4 separate regions of the Mus musculus genome follow, and regions 1, 2 and 3 are each linked to region 4. A link is a contact called in public Hi-C, Micro-C and promoter capture Hi-C data. All regions are on one chromosome and are shown on one strand. Each heading gives the region's core, a stretch centred on a gene start, on an enhancer-like site or on the middle of the called end of the contact. The rest is flanking DNA. Distances are from core to core; before and after follow the strand shown. Region 1 overlaps Aggf1 (angiogenic factor with G patch and FHA domains 1). Region 2 holds the start of Zbed3 (zinc finger, BED type containing 3). Region 3 holds the start of Btf3 (basic transcription factor 3). Region 4 holds the start of Poc5 (POC5 centriolar protein).

Region 1 (2,700 bases), core at 169-2,668, 1.0 Mb after region 4:
TGCTCTAACCACTGAACCGTCTCTCCAGCCTGCCCACAGCAAAGTTTTAAAGATAATAAGCCCCCGGAAAGCCTAGATGTCCAGCTTTACAAGCCTTGAGTGTGGGGTTATTCATATACTAGGTGAAGGGAGGATCGTTGTACCCACTTCGTGGACACTGTATGGCGTACTGCTAGCCCTGTGAAGCAGCTGCACAATGTATGAAGCGCACGCTCTGCAGTAATGAGGTCAGGCCGCTGTGCAGCAGGGGAGGTCAGGCCGCTGTGCAGCAGGGGAGGGAGGTCAGGCCGCTGTGCAGCAGGGGAGGGAGGTCAGGCCGCTGTGCAGCAGGGGAAGGGAGGTCAGGCCACTCTGATGTGAACACATGGAGAACTTGCTTCCGTGAGAATGAGTGTTTCAAGTTAGTATGTATTGAGAATTGTAATTATTTCAAATAGGCAGTGGTAGTGCTTATGTTAGGCCAAAAACAAAAAAATCACATTGTATGTATAGTATAATCTTACTTATGTTTTAAAAATAGAAGAAGCAGGATATATACAAATTTTTCATCATAGTTAAAGATGGAAGCATAGGAAGTATAGCCTCCATATTTCTACCAGAAACTTGTAATAATTTGTACTCAGAAAAAAAACATTAAGAGAAATGAGGTGAAATGATCAGAGACTCATGCCTACACTGCTGCACACCAGTGAAGTTCGCTCTGGGTTGAAAGTGTGCAGTTCTTTGTAATTGCTTGGTTGCTTTCCTTTAAGTTCCACGCAGAAGTTTACTTCGACCATGACTTGCAAAGCTACGTTCTTGTGGATCAGGGCAGCCAGAATGGTACCATTGTCAACGGGAAACAGATTCTTCAGGTACGTTCATGTGTAGTTTACCCATACTTCCTTATCTGAGCTTAGGTTCTAGTCGTTACAGATCACAATTCAAGCACAAATTTATAACTTGGTTGGAATTTTCCAGAAAGGGCTAGAAAAAAATATTTAGTAGCTATTGGCCTGTTGAGTTTTGACTTCTGATTATATCTCTGTTGCTACTTTTAGGTATGACTGTACCACAAAGCTTATTTAGATTAACTATATATGTGTGTATGGCCTCCACGTGTGGAGGTCAGCTTGGTGGAGTTCCTCTTCCTGCTGAGTCATTCCACAGCCCAGCACTGAATGTTCATAGAAGCAGCTTTGGTGGCCCTCCTTCTTCCCATGTGCTCTGCGATTCTAGCCCAGGTTCTTCCTGCACATCAAGCAGATGCTCTCCCTCTGACACACCACTGGACAGCCCTAACTGCCCCCCCTTTGTCTTAATAAAAATAATGGTAAACTAGGACTTTTCTAAAAACTAAAACTAAAAACCCTGACAAAGGAACTGAGGAAAGGAGAAGAGTTGTCCATCACGGGGAAGCGGGTCACTGGGAAGCAGGGGGGTTATATTATGTTGGACTTCAGGAAGCACAGGGAGAAAATGCCAGCACTAAGCCCAGTTTCTCCTCTTTGCTCAGTCTAGGAACCCAGCCATGGCCTGGGGCCACCACCGTTCAGGTGGATCTGTCCCCCCAGTTAACCTAATCTAGATGATCCCTCACTGGCATGCCCAGAGGTCACCCCCATGGTGTGTTCAGAGACTGTAAGTGGTTCTAGATCCTGTCAAGTTGGTAATATAAACCACCAAGGAGGCCTTATTCTTATGCTTTAAGAATGAAAGAAAGAAATTATAAGAAAAACTGAGAGGTCACTCAGGGGTTAAGAGTATTTACCGTGGTATCGTTAGAATCAGAGTACTGATCCCAGGGCCTATGTAACAGCTTATGCACGCACAGACAGACACACAGAGCACATTTTTTTTTTTAAAGAAGAGGGAAGGTAATCACTTCTTCACATATAACTTTCCTCTGATTAATATGTGTTTTGCTAACAGATTGAAGTCCAGATGGACTTCAATGGTAAGAAAACTGGTGGGCTTTGATAAGATCGGGATTATAAGTAGCTTTTGGGGAATACTGTAAGGGATCATGGGTGGAGCTCAGAGTTTGGTTCATGGTAAGTGTATGTTCTTCCACTGAGCTGCTGCCATGATCCTGGTAGTCTTTTTCACTGTCTGTCCATCAGGTTGTGGAAGTGTGCATGCCTCTCCTTTTCTCAACTTTTCACTACCATAGACATAATAACCATTTTGTATTTCTGTTTCATTCAAAATTTCTCATCTAGCCAAAAACTAAATGTGATCCTTACGTCCTCGAACACGGCGACGAAGTGAAAATTGGGGAGACTGTGCTGTCTTTTCACATTCACCCTGGCAGTGAGACGTGCGATGGCTGTGAGCCGGGGCAGGTCAGAGCTCACCTCCGCCTCGATAGAAAGGACGAGCCTCTGGGTATGTGAAGCACCAAGTGTGTGGGGGGCTGATACTCTACAAGTCCCTCTTACCATTGAGCCCCCTTCCCCCCTCATGTCTCACCGTGTGTGAGTGGAGCAGCCTGTGTCTAGCTGGCGAGGTTGTGGACGAGGCGCACTGCATGTACGCTTAGTGTGTGGTCTGTAGGGCTGAGTACTGACACATTTGTTCCTGTCCACGCGTGCAGCCCACCTCTAGTCAGAGTCCTTTGTGGGAACTGTTTTTAAAGTGACTTCCAAAACAGTGGAGTTCCAGAAGGGGCTTTCTCAGTCTTTATTTCTGGGTCACCCCACTCCCCACAAATGTTAGCCC
Region 2 (2,947 bases), core at 197-2,696, 1.1 Mb after region 4:
ATGCTTCTTATTGTCACTTGCCTTGAACTATTTGAGGCCAAAGTGTGCACTAATAAACAGTACTGGAATCACCAGGAATTTAATCCCATGAATTTAATCCAAGCCCTTGGGAGGCAGAGGCAGGTAGTCTCTGTAAGATCCAGGTCAGCCTGGTCTACACAGGCAAGTTTCAGGTCACCCAAGGAAACAGACCCCGTCTTAAAAAAAAAAATAAAATAAAAAATTCAGAACACCACTAATTATCTCAACTCACGAAACTATTCAACAGCTGTTCTAAACACCTTTGGAGCTCAGCAATGGCAGGTACTTTTTTTCCAATGAAGGAAAATCCTATTCTTTTTAGTAAAGCTTTAAGCCGGCCACAGAAGGCTTGCACAACCAAAGGCTCCAGTGAGCCAGGCCCGGATCAGGAAACTCTTTTGTGTCCAGTGGAGGAGGAGATTCTGGTTTACTCTGGTTTACACCGGTTTTCTTACAGCCCCCCCCCCCCCCTCCACACACACACACAGGTGGGAAACATTAACCAAGTCGCAATTAGCGCATGAGGCTCAAAGTCACTCTCCACCGAGGCAACTTTACGGGGACAGTTCCCCCTCTTCCCCACCCCCCACCCCCCGGAGCTGGTTAACCAAAGAGAGCGGAGACGCTCCAGAAGGTTCCGGAAGCCCGCAGGCTGGGCCCCTCCGCCAAGCCTGGGGTGGTAGGCATCCCCTGCAGACCCCGCGGCTGCGACCCTGGATCCCACGGCCTAGGGGCTCCCGAAGTCCCCGAGGTCCTGCGTGGCGTCCCCCGCACCCCTCCACCCCGCGGTTTCTCCGATCCCGGACGTCCCCGCGGGCCCCTGAGATCACTGCAGCCCCTGGTGTCCCTGCGGTCGCTCCCGCCAAGCCAAGCCACGCCACCGAGCCCCAGCCAGCCACGCTCACCCGGACGCCGCGATGGTCGCCCCTCGCCTCCGGGCTCCTCGCAGACATTTTGTCCTGGACGGAAAAGGCCGATTCCCCCTTAAAGACACAGCGCTCAATTTGCGCGTCTCGGGGCGTCCATGGGGGGCGGTGACGCGTGGTCTGGACGCCGGGGCGCCGCTGCTAAACCATCCGGTCCGGGAGGAGTTTAGAGTAACGGATGGAGAACTAGTTTAACGAATTGAAATCTGTCGGAGGTTTTTAAACGGTGCAATAATAGCGCAGGGATGCTGAAAGCGTTTTAACCGTGGCTCTGCACGTTTGCGCGTTAACCTTCCAAGCCCTTGGATTCAGCGGGTCCAGATCCTCAGCTGGGCGCACTGCTCGCTCGCATTCTTACAGATTAAGGCCTCTGATATGGCACTAGTCAGAAGTCCTTGCAATCAAGGTCTTAGGAGGAAAAGGTGTCCACCCAAACCACCAGCACAGGGAACTACCTTTGTCTTCATTATATTCAGTTAACAGCGTCTGCGTGATTTACAGTTACATCAGCCGCTAGCGGCTGCGTTCTAAGGCGGGTTTCTGCATTCCACGCTCCAGGTGGAAAGAGAAACCTTTTTCAAGACCAGCCCGCTGAGGTGCGGGCGAGAGCCTTGGGGCTTTGCAGGCTGACGGGCAATCCTGTTGTGTAGCGTTTTGCTGTTCCAGCCGTTCAAATATTCCCACCATACAGATTTTTAATCTATAAATAGTCGCAAGGAAGTGACTTGCCAAATTCAAGAACGCACCAGTTAGCTCTTAACGCACAGCTGGCACGTTCTGCCCTTCATTCATAAAAACAAAACAAAAGTCACTAATTTGTTGCTTTTTAATTTAGTGTTTTTGCGTGGTGGTGGTGGTGGTGGGTGTCTGTGCATGCATGGGTGCAGTGTCAGTGGAATCCAGAAGAGGGCGATGGATCGGCGGTAACCGACTCCCCGCCCCCCCACCCCAATCATCTCTTCAGCCCACATACTGCTCTGCTCACATTCTATTAGTCAAAGTAAGTCACATGAACAATGGGCACGAAGCCTTGCTAGAAGACAATAAGCAAAAAGATATAAATGTAAAAAAAACAAAAAAAAACAAAAAACCAAAAAACCAAGAAATTCTTTTGTAGGTAATACAATCCATGTTAACTGCTTTGGTTCAAGTGGCGCTGGGGAGGAGCACCTTGCTCATGCAGAGCACGTGTTTTGCAGTGGAAATATTATAACCCTCCTCACTTAAACACACACACACCTGATAGACCTATTTGTTGACTTTCTTCTATGCCAAGAATTTCAGAGAAAAGAAAAATCTTGTTGGGTATCACGAAAGGAATACTTTTGCAATGGCGAGATTATTAGATTCCCCTCTTTCAAGATTGACCTAAATGTTTTCATACAATATATTTTGATCATATTCTTTTGTAACCCAGCAAACCAGTAAAACAAACAAACAAATGAACGAAAACACATTTTAAAAAGTGTGTAAGGATTCTCTAGAGTAACAGAACTTACAAACCGAATTCCTCTCTTTATATAGAGAAAGGGGGAAGTTTTAGAATGACTTACAGGCTGTGGTCCAGCTAACCCAACAGTAGCTGTCTATGAATGGAAAATCCAAGAATCTAGTAGTTGTGTCTCAGCTGGTCTTCAATAGAAGCTGGAATCCTGCAGGAGTAACCGCCGCCGCTGGCGATGGACTTGCCAGTTAGGCCAGAGTACAGTGGCAAAAAGCAAAAAGCTGTCTTCTCCCGTGTCCTTATATAGGCTTCCAGCAGAAGGCGTGGCCCAGATTAGGGGTGGGGTTTTTCTGGCTCAAAAGATTAAAGGTGTGTCTTTTTACCTCAAAGATTCCTGATTAGAAGTGGATCTCCCCACTTCAAATTAGGTAAAAATCCCTCACAGGTGTGCCTTTCATTTTGGGGTTTTAGCTAGTTTCAGATGCAGTGAGGTTGATAACCAAGAATAGTCATCACACATGGAGACAGTTTTGTATTGGCCAACTACCGTGAGCAT
Region 3 (2,929 bases), core at 182-2,681, 1.9 Mb before region 4:
GTCTGGAAAAACAACAACAAAAAAAAAAAAAAAAAAAAAACAAAAACAAAAAGAACTAGTTTTACCTTTTATCCATCATATGTAACACAGTCATGTTTTATATATTTTCTGTAGCACTGAATTCTGTTGCCTCATCTCAGTTATTTGGAGAATGGTTAGGTACTTCATAGGGTAGACAACAAGCATGGTTTTCTGAGACAAACTTACTTGTTCGGATAAAAGAAACATTGTTGTTGTTTCAAGAAAAAGAACTTGTTACAATTTTCTACATAGCAACGTAGTTGTCTCTCCCGATTTTTTAAATGACTCATCGCTGTTGCAAGAAACTCTTGTGTAAAAAGGTTTCCAAGGGGAAAAAAAATTGATTTTAGCTAGAGTATTCATTTCGGCAACTTTTCTGGATAAATTGTATTCTCTAAAAATTCTAACACAACTTTCTCTTTGGAATATTCAAAAACATTTCGTAGCTAAGATTGGAAAAAGGCTTAAGCACACAGAATTTTCACTTAACCTCTTTTTCTTTTTCGTTTTTTAATCTTCATATAGGGATTTTCTAAGGTTATCTTAAAATTTGTCTGGGAATGGTGCTAGACGACTATAATCCCAGCATTGGACAGAGGGGCTCTGAGGCCGGAGAATAGCTGTGTGCTTCAGACTAGCCAGGATTACTTATCGAGACACTTTTTAAAACAACCATCAAATTATGCAACAACAACAAAAAACAAAAACAAAAAAACAAAAAAACGACAACCACAATTCGTGCTGGAGTTCGGCAAACTTTAACTCACAGCCACGTTTTTACCCCCAAGCACGCAGGCTCAAATTCATCTTGGAAGAATTCAAGGTAAAGTTTGCTCCATCGTGAATGCTTCATGGTCGAATCCATGACGATTCGAGATCAGGGAGTCGATGGTAGAGGTGTAGAAGGGTTAAGAGGTTACAAATCTTGTTACCCTGTTTCAACCTTGAATAAACCGAATTGCTGAAGGGTGGAGATCTGGAAAGCATTCCGAACATGCTTTCTAGACATTCTGAGTCGCGATTTCTACATCACCCAAGTCACTTAATTTTGGAAAGCAACATTAGCCTGGCTGATTTCGATAGTTTTTTATTTACACCCGGCATTGAGCAGACACTGCAGCCTACTGGACAAAGCTGGACGCCCTACGGGGTGGCCACAGGGCAGACTGATTTAACCACAGCTCTACAGGGAGCCTCACTGTCCGATCTATCCGCGGCCTTTCCCAGGACCGCGGACGGCGACCGCGGGTCCCAGCTCTCCGGTGCTGCTCCCGGCCCGCCGCTGGACGAAAGGAAAGAAACAGCCGCGGACCGGCCCCCGGCTGCGCATGCGCGGCGACGCCAACTCCGCTTCCTGAATTCTGGAGGAAGTGGCGTCGCGTTACTTCCGGCCTCCCTCTAGCTGCCATCTTGCGTCCCCGCGTGTGTGCGCCTTCTCTCAGCTGGTCTGCCCGAGACCCCCTGAGCGTGAACCTTAGTTCCCCGCGCGGCGCCATTTCCACTCCGACAAGGTACAGAAAAAAGGCCGTGGACGCCGGCGTGGGAGGAGACCGGGAGTTGGGGGTGGGGCGGGCGTTTCCCGGCAGGAGCGAGGCAGGGAGGGGACGGACGGAGCTGAGGAAAGCGATGCGACGGACGGGCGCTCCCACCCAGGCGGACTCTCGGGGGCGAGGGCGAGCCAGGGGCGGCTGGCCCGGGGCCGAAGCGACGCCCTCTCTCCCTCTCGGCGGAAGCCGAGGACGGGAGTCTCAGGTACCGCGAGGCCTGCGGAGAGTGGCCGGGCCGGGCAGGCCGTGGCGAGGCCTCGGCCCAGGCCGGGCAGGGCGGCGGGGAGCGGGGGATGCTCGGTCGCCGTGGGGCTGAGCCCGAGGCCGGGCCGGGCCGGGCGGGGGAGGGGCGAGGGGCCCTGTGCGCCCCGGCGAGCCTGGAGGGGTGAATTGGGGATCCAGGCCTCAGCCCGAGGGGGACGACGTTCTCCTGCGAGTGTAGCGGGAAATAACGAGCGTGGAATGCTGGAGGGGGGGCCCGGCCGTTCTTGTTCTTGGCTGAGGATTTTTTTTTTTCCTCTCTCTTTGTAGATGAAAGAAACAATCATGAACCAGGAGAAACTCGCCAAACTGCAGGCACAAGTGCGCATTGGTGGGAAAGTAAGTTTCTTTTTTTTTTTTCCTCCTTTCTTTTTCTCTCCTCTCTCTCTTCCAAAGTTCCGTTTGCATTTCTCACGTTGTTGGGTTTTTTGTTTTTTGTTTTTTTTGTTGTTGTTGTTGTTGTTTTTGGTTTGGTTGGTTGGTTTTTTGGGTTTTTTTTGTCACTTTGCTTGGCAGGGGACATTTCGCAAAGCTAGCAAATCCAAGGGAAATGAGACCAATACTAAGAGACAAGGAGGAGATAGATAGATAGATAGATAGTAGGGGTGAGGTCGGTCATCGAGTAGAGAAGAAAATAGCACTTAAAAACGGTGCCTTGCTTGCAAGAGGTTCAGGATTATGGCGCATATAAACAAATGTTACTGGATTTTATGAATGGGGGGGAAAGTATGTTCTCTGCCAAATCTTTGTGTACCGTGTACCCTTGACTTGTACAATGTTGGGGGTGGTTATTTTGTTACCTTTGAGTTGTCCTGAGATCCAACACATGTTTTGGTACATGCTAGAGGACCTCTCAACTCCCAAACTGCATTCCCACCCCATTTTTTTTAAAAGTAAGTTAACTGAAAGTATTGGCTTTTCCTGTTCTACTTAATGATTAGGTAATTTTATTATTATTATTATTATTATGAAGATCTTCTGCTCTTCTGCATTGCTTTCTGAACTAAATGCTCAACAGACTAATTGTCTTTTTTAGGGTATTTGAGGATACCTTCCTATTTAAATTCGTGAACAGTGTTAGGTTGGGAAATCCTACCTTA
Region 4 (2,989 bases), core at 69-2,568:
AGCTTTTAAGGAACAGTGAAGTGTCAGGAGAAAGATGGGAGGCAGCCAGAACACCGGAATTGTGTGGAGAGCAGTATGAGGGTCACTGGCCAGAAGGGGGCAAGGAAGGCCCCCAGCATGCAGATCAGGAGGCTGCCTTGACACCCGTGACAGTTTCAGCTGCCCCTGGAGCAGGCCTCAATTATAGTTTGCTAAGAAAACAATTGAGATAAAGACACTGAAGAAGAAGGGAGAGATGCAGGGAAAACCACAGAATAGAAAGCCAGGGTGCAGCCAGAATTGTGCAAAGGGAATTTCTCTTTTATTCAGCATTGGTATGGTTCCAGAGGATAAGTAAACTAAGTCTGAGCTGTGACTGTCTTTCATTAAGCCATGCAGGGAAGATAAAATAGGCATGGATCTGCATCGAAGAATGAACACTTCACTAGTCTCAAATCAACCACTGTGGTAATTTGATCCGTTTTAATTTTAATTACATTTTCCCTTATGACTTGTTTGCAGACCTGGTAGGCAACCAGAGTTGGGAATTGTGGATTATTTTAGTAACAAATGAGCTGGTATGATCAGACGCCAAAATTGTTTCTTAAAAACATATTGCGGTCAGAAAGCGATCGGACTTTTGGAAAATACGTTATCTGCCATTTATCCCTGCTCTTTGCAAACAGGCAGGAGAAATAACGTGAGACGAAAACAGTAGCATTTCTTCAGTTTCTGGGTTCAGAAGAATGGTGCTTTAGAGGGTGACACGCACCATTCCACTACATTCTCGGCACTCTTTAACCTAAGCTGAAACCACAAGATACTTTGAATGCTTCTCTTTGCTACTGGTACAACTTAACTGAAAAGCGGACTCGGGGAATTCAAACGCAATCTCTAAGAGGCGGAGAACGAACCAACGTGTAGCTGGCCGCAAGGTGACTTCTCCCGTCTTAACTGCACGCAAAGAGAGGGCGAGCACCAGGCCCTTCCAAGTTTTCTTTCACCATCCTCCAATCCGGCCCCATTTAAATCTAATTCTTTCTTAATAAAAAACAACGTTCTGTTTGGCTATGTCCCCACGTCCTAAAGAACAGGACCTACTTAGTTCGCATCACTTGTGTCTTCTCTTTCTGGCACCTCCAGGGACGATGCTCCCAATCCTGCCAGGGAGGAACCGGCCTGGGCGCCGCCACCGGGATCCACCGTCTCGGCGAAACCTCGGCTCCTGACTCGCTGCGACAGACGGCGTCGCCGCCGCAACCAAAGCAAGCACAGCGGCTCCCCTAGCAGCCACTTGACAGTTTCAAACTGAGGGCCCTGATGAAAGACAGCCCTAACTATTGGTCCACAGCTTCAGCAATCTTAAACTTGATTGGTCCGTGGTAAGTGGGCGGAGCCCAAGGTATCTCCGCGGGACAAGCCGGAAGTAGGAGATTTACAGGCAAAAGCCGGCCCAGAGTTCCCAGAACAGAGCGCATGCTCGGTGCTGCTCTGTGCCTGAGGACTACTACGGGGCGGCACTGCAGACAAATTTAATTATCTTCGCAAATCTGTGAAAGCTGAGTGCTGTTTATTTTCAACAATGAGGATGACATAGGCATAAAGCCTCGAGATTTCGTTTCATGCACAGATAACAGGCCGCAAGGCCACTGGCCCGGCAGCTGCTCTCTTAAAAACACAAATGTCCGATGCCCTCTATTGATTTCTTTAGTTTTGGGTTAGGGAGTTTAACGAATAATGTAATTATGAGGATGAGGGTATAACAAACTGCCAGCCTAAGTTTTTTGTTTTTTGTTTGCTTGTTTGTTTGTTTTTGACTTGCAACTCCAGGGCATTTCCCTTGGTTTATTCTGTGTGGGGTATTCAAAAATTTAAACATAGATCCTAACTTTGGTGACATCTCAGCTAAAATAAAATACAGAAGGCTAAACAGGGAGAATCCAGTGTAATTCACTTCTAAATCCATAGCAACGTAATTTAATACTGTAAAATTGTTTACTATCACAGACCCAACAGATAATTCCCAAAGTAGCCCTTGGCAGCTACTTTAAACCAACATGACTGAGTCTAACCAGCCTAAGTTTTACTGATGACCTAACTGCTGTAAGCTGCAAACAGAAACTTTTGGTGGAATATCGCGACCTTAAAAGACAGAACACAATTACAACTTAAAACTTGGCTTTAGTAAGTACTCATTAACACCTTCGGTAATGCTACCCACATAATACGGTCTAGGGAGATAAAATGAGTTAATATATTAAAACAGACATTTCGGACCCCAGACTAGAAAAGAATAATCTGTTCGATCCCCCCCACCCCTTTTGTAACCTACATGATGTCACTTTCTTTTTTCTGTATACGGAAGTGGCACAGCTGCAGCCTCACCTACTTCTGTTTGTCAAGAGTTAGACTTTTATTATCTTTTAAAAGTTATGCTCTCTCTCTCTCTCTCTCTCTCTCTCTCTCTCTCTCTCTCTGTGTGTGTGTGTGTGTGTGTGTGTGTGTGTGTGTGTGTGGTGAGGGGAAATAGTCTCTATTTTCACCACGTGTGACCTGACTTGGGGGTTGAACGCAGGTCATAAGGCTTGGTGGTAAGTGCTTTTACCCATTGAGCCATTTCACTGGCTCTTATATTTGAATGATAACGAAGAAGATCACAAAAAATTTTTGTTGGCATTAGCTGTGTTGATTTCCTCCCCTAAGCTTATTTTAAAAGACAAATTACTACCACTAGAAATAATTTTATACTTCGTTCTAATAATTGTTGTTCAGTTGAATACTACATGGTGACCCTGTTGTGTTTTATAAAAGGAGCAGGGGTGGTGGTGGCAGAGGTGGTGGCAGGGGTGGTGGAAGGGAGCATTTCAACGGGCCCTGCCAAGGTGTCCCCCAGAACAACCAACCCATGTGACAGGCCAAGTATAAAAGGGAGTTTATTTGGGACCTGGGGGAGGGGGTAGAGGCAGAGAAAGGGGAACAGAGAGAGGAGAGAGGAAGAGGGGAAGAGGAG

Evidence for each region. Promoter capture Hi-C pulls out the DNA fragments that hold promoters and counts their contacts. Hi-C and Micro-C count contacts between places; a contact is called where the count stands out from the background.
Region 1: a contact with region 4 is called in a Micro-C map of the G1E-ER4 cell line. The contact joins the enhancer-like site here to the promoter of Poc5 in region 4. A contact is called at or near these places in 2 of 39 promoter capture datasets (liver and pre-B cells), 1 of 484 Hi-C or Micro-C datasets (the G1E-ER4 cell line) and 1 of 9 other capture datasets (liver).
Region 2: a promoter capture Hi-C map of liver shows a contact between it and region 4, with 4 times the contacts expected there. The contact joins the promoter of Zbed3 here to the promoter of Poc5 in region 4. A contact is called at or near these places in 2 of 39 promoter capture datasets (liver and pre-B cells).
Region 3: a contact with region 4 is called in a Hi-C map of CD4 T cells, with 6 times the contacts expected there. The contact joins the promoter of Btf3 here to the promoter of Poc5 in region 4.

The regions. Positions count from the first base shown.
Region 1 is chr13:95,356,864-95,359,563 of GRCm38.p6, reverse strand. Aggf1 (angiogenic factor with G patch and FHA domains 1) reads left to right here. Exons shown (of 14, transcript NM_025630.3): 9 at 753-854; 10 at 2,202-2,367. Among named protein-coding and RNA genes, the nearest start is that of Aggf1, 17 kb to the left of the region's middle. Within about 2 kb of position 1,418, at least 25 of the 459 cell types and tissues checked have an H3K27ac peak or open chromatin away from gene starts, as enhancers often do. A contact at or near this core is called in the G1E-ER4 cell line, where this site is marked.
Region 2 is chr13:95,323,324-95,326,270 of GRCm38.p6, reverse strand. It overlaps Zbed3 (zinc finger, BED type containing 3), which reads right to left and starts at 1,446. Exons shown (of 2, transcript NM_028106.3): 1 at 927-1,446.
Region 3 is chr13:98,315,469-98,318,397 of GRCm38.p6, reverse strand. It overlaps Btf3 (basic transcription factor 3), which reads left to right and starts at 1,431. Exons shown (of 6, transcript NM_145455.3): 1 at 1,431-1,773; 2 at 2,100-2,168. The coding sequence starts at 1,648. Gm9828 (predicted gene 9828) reads right to left here and starts at 1,282. Exons shown (of 4, transcript NR_137279.1): 1 at 789-1,282.
Region 4 is chr13:96,386,623-96,389,611 of GRCm38.p6, reverse strand. It overlaps Poc5 (POC5 centriolar protein), which reads right to left and starts at 1,318. Exons shown (of 13, transcript NM_026173.3): 1 at 1,081-1,318.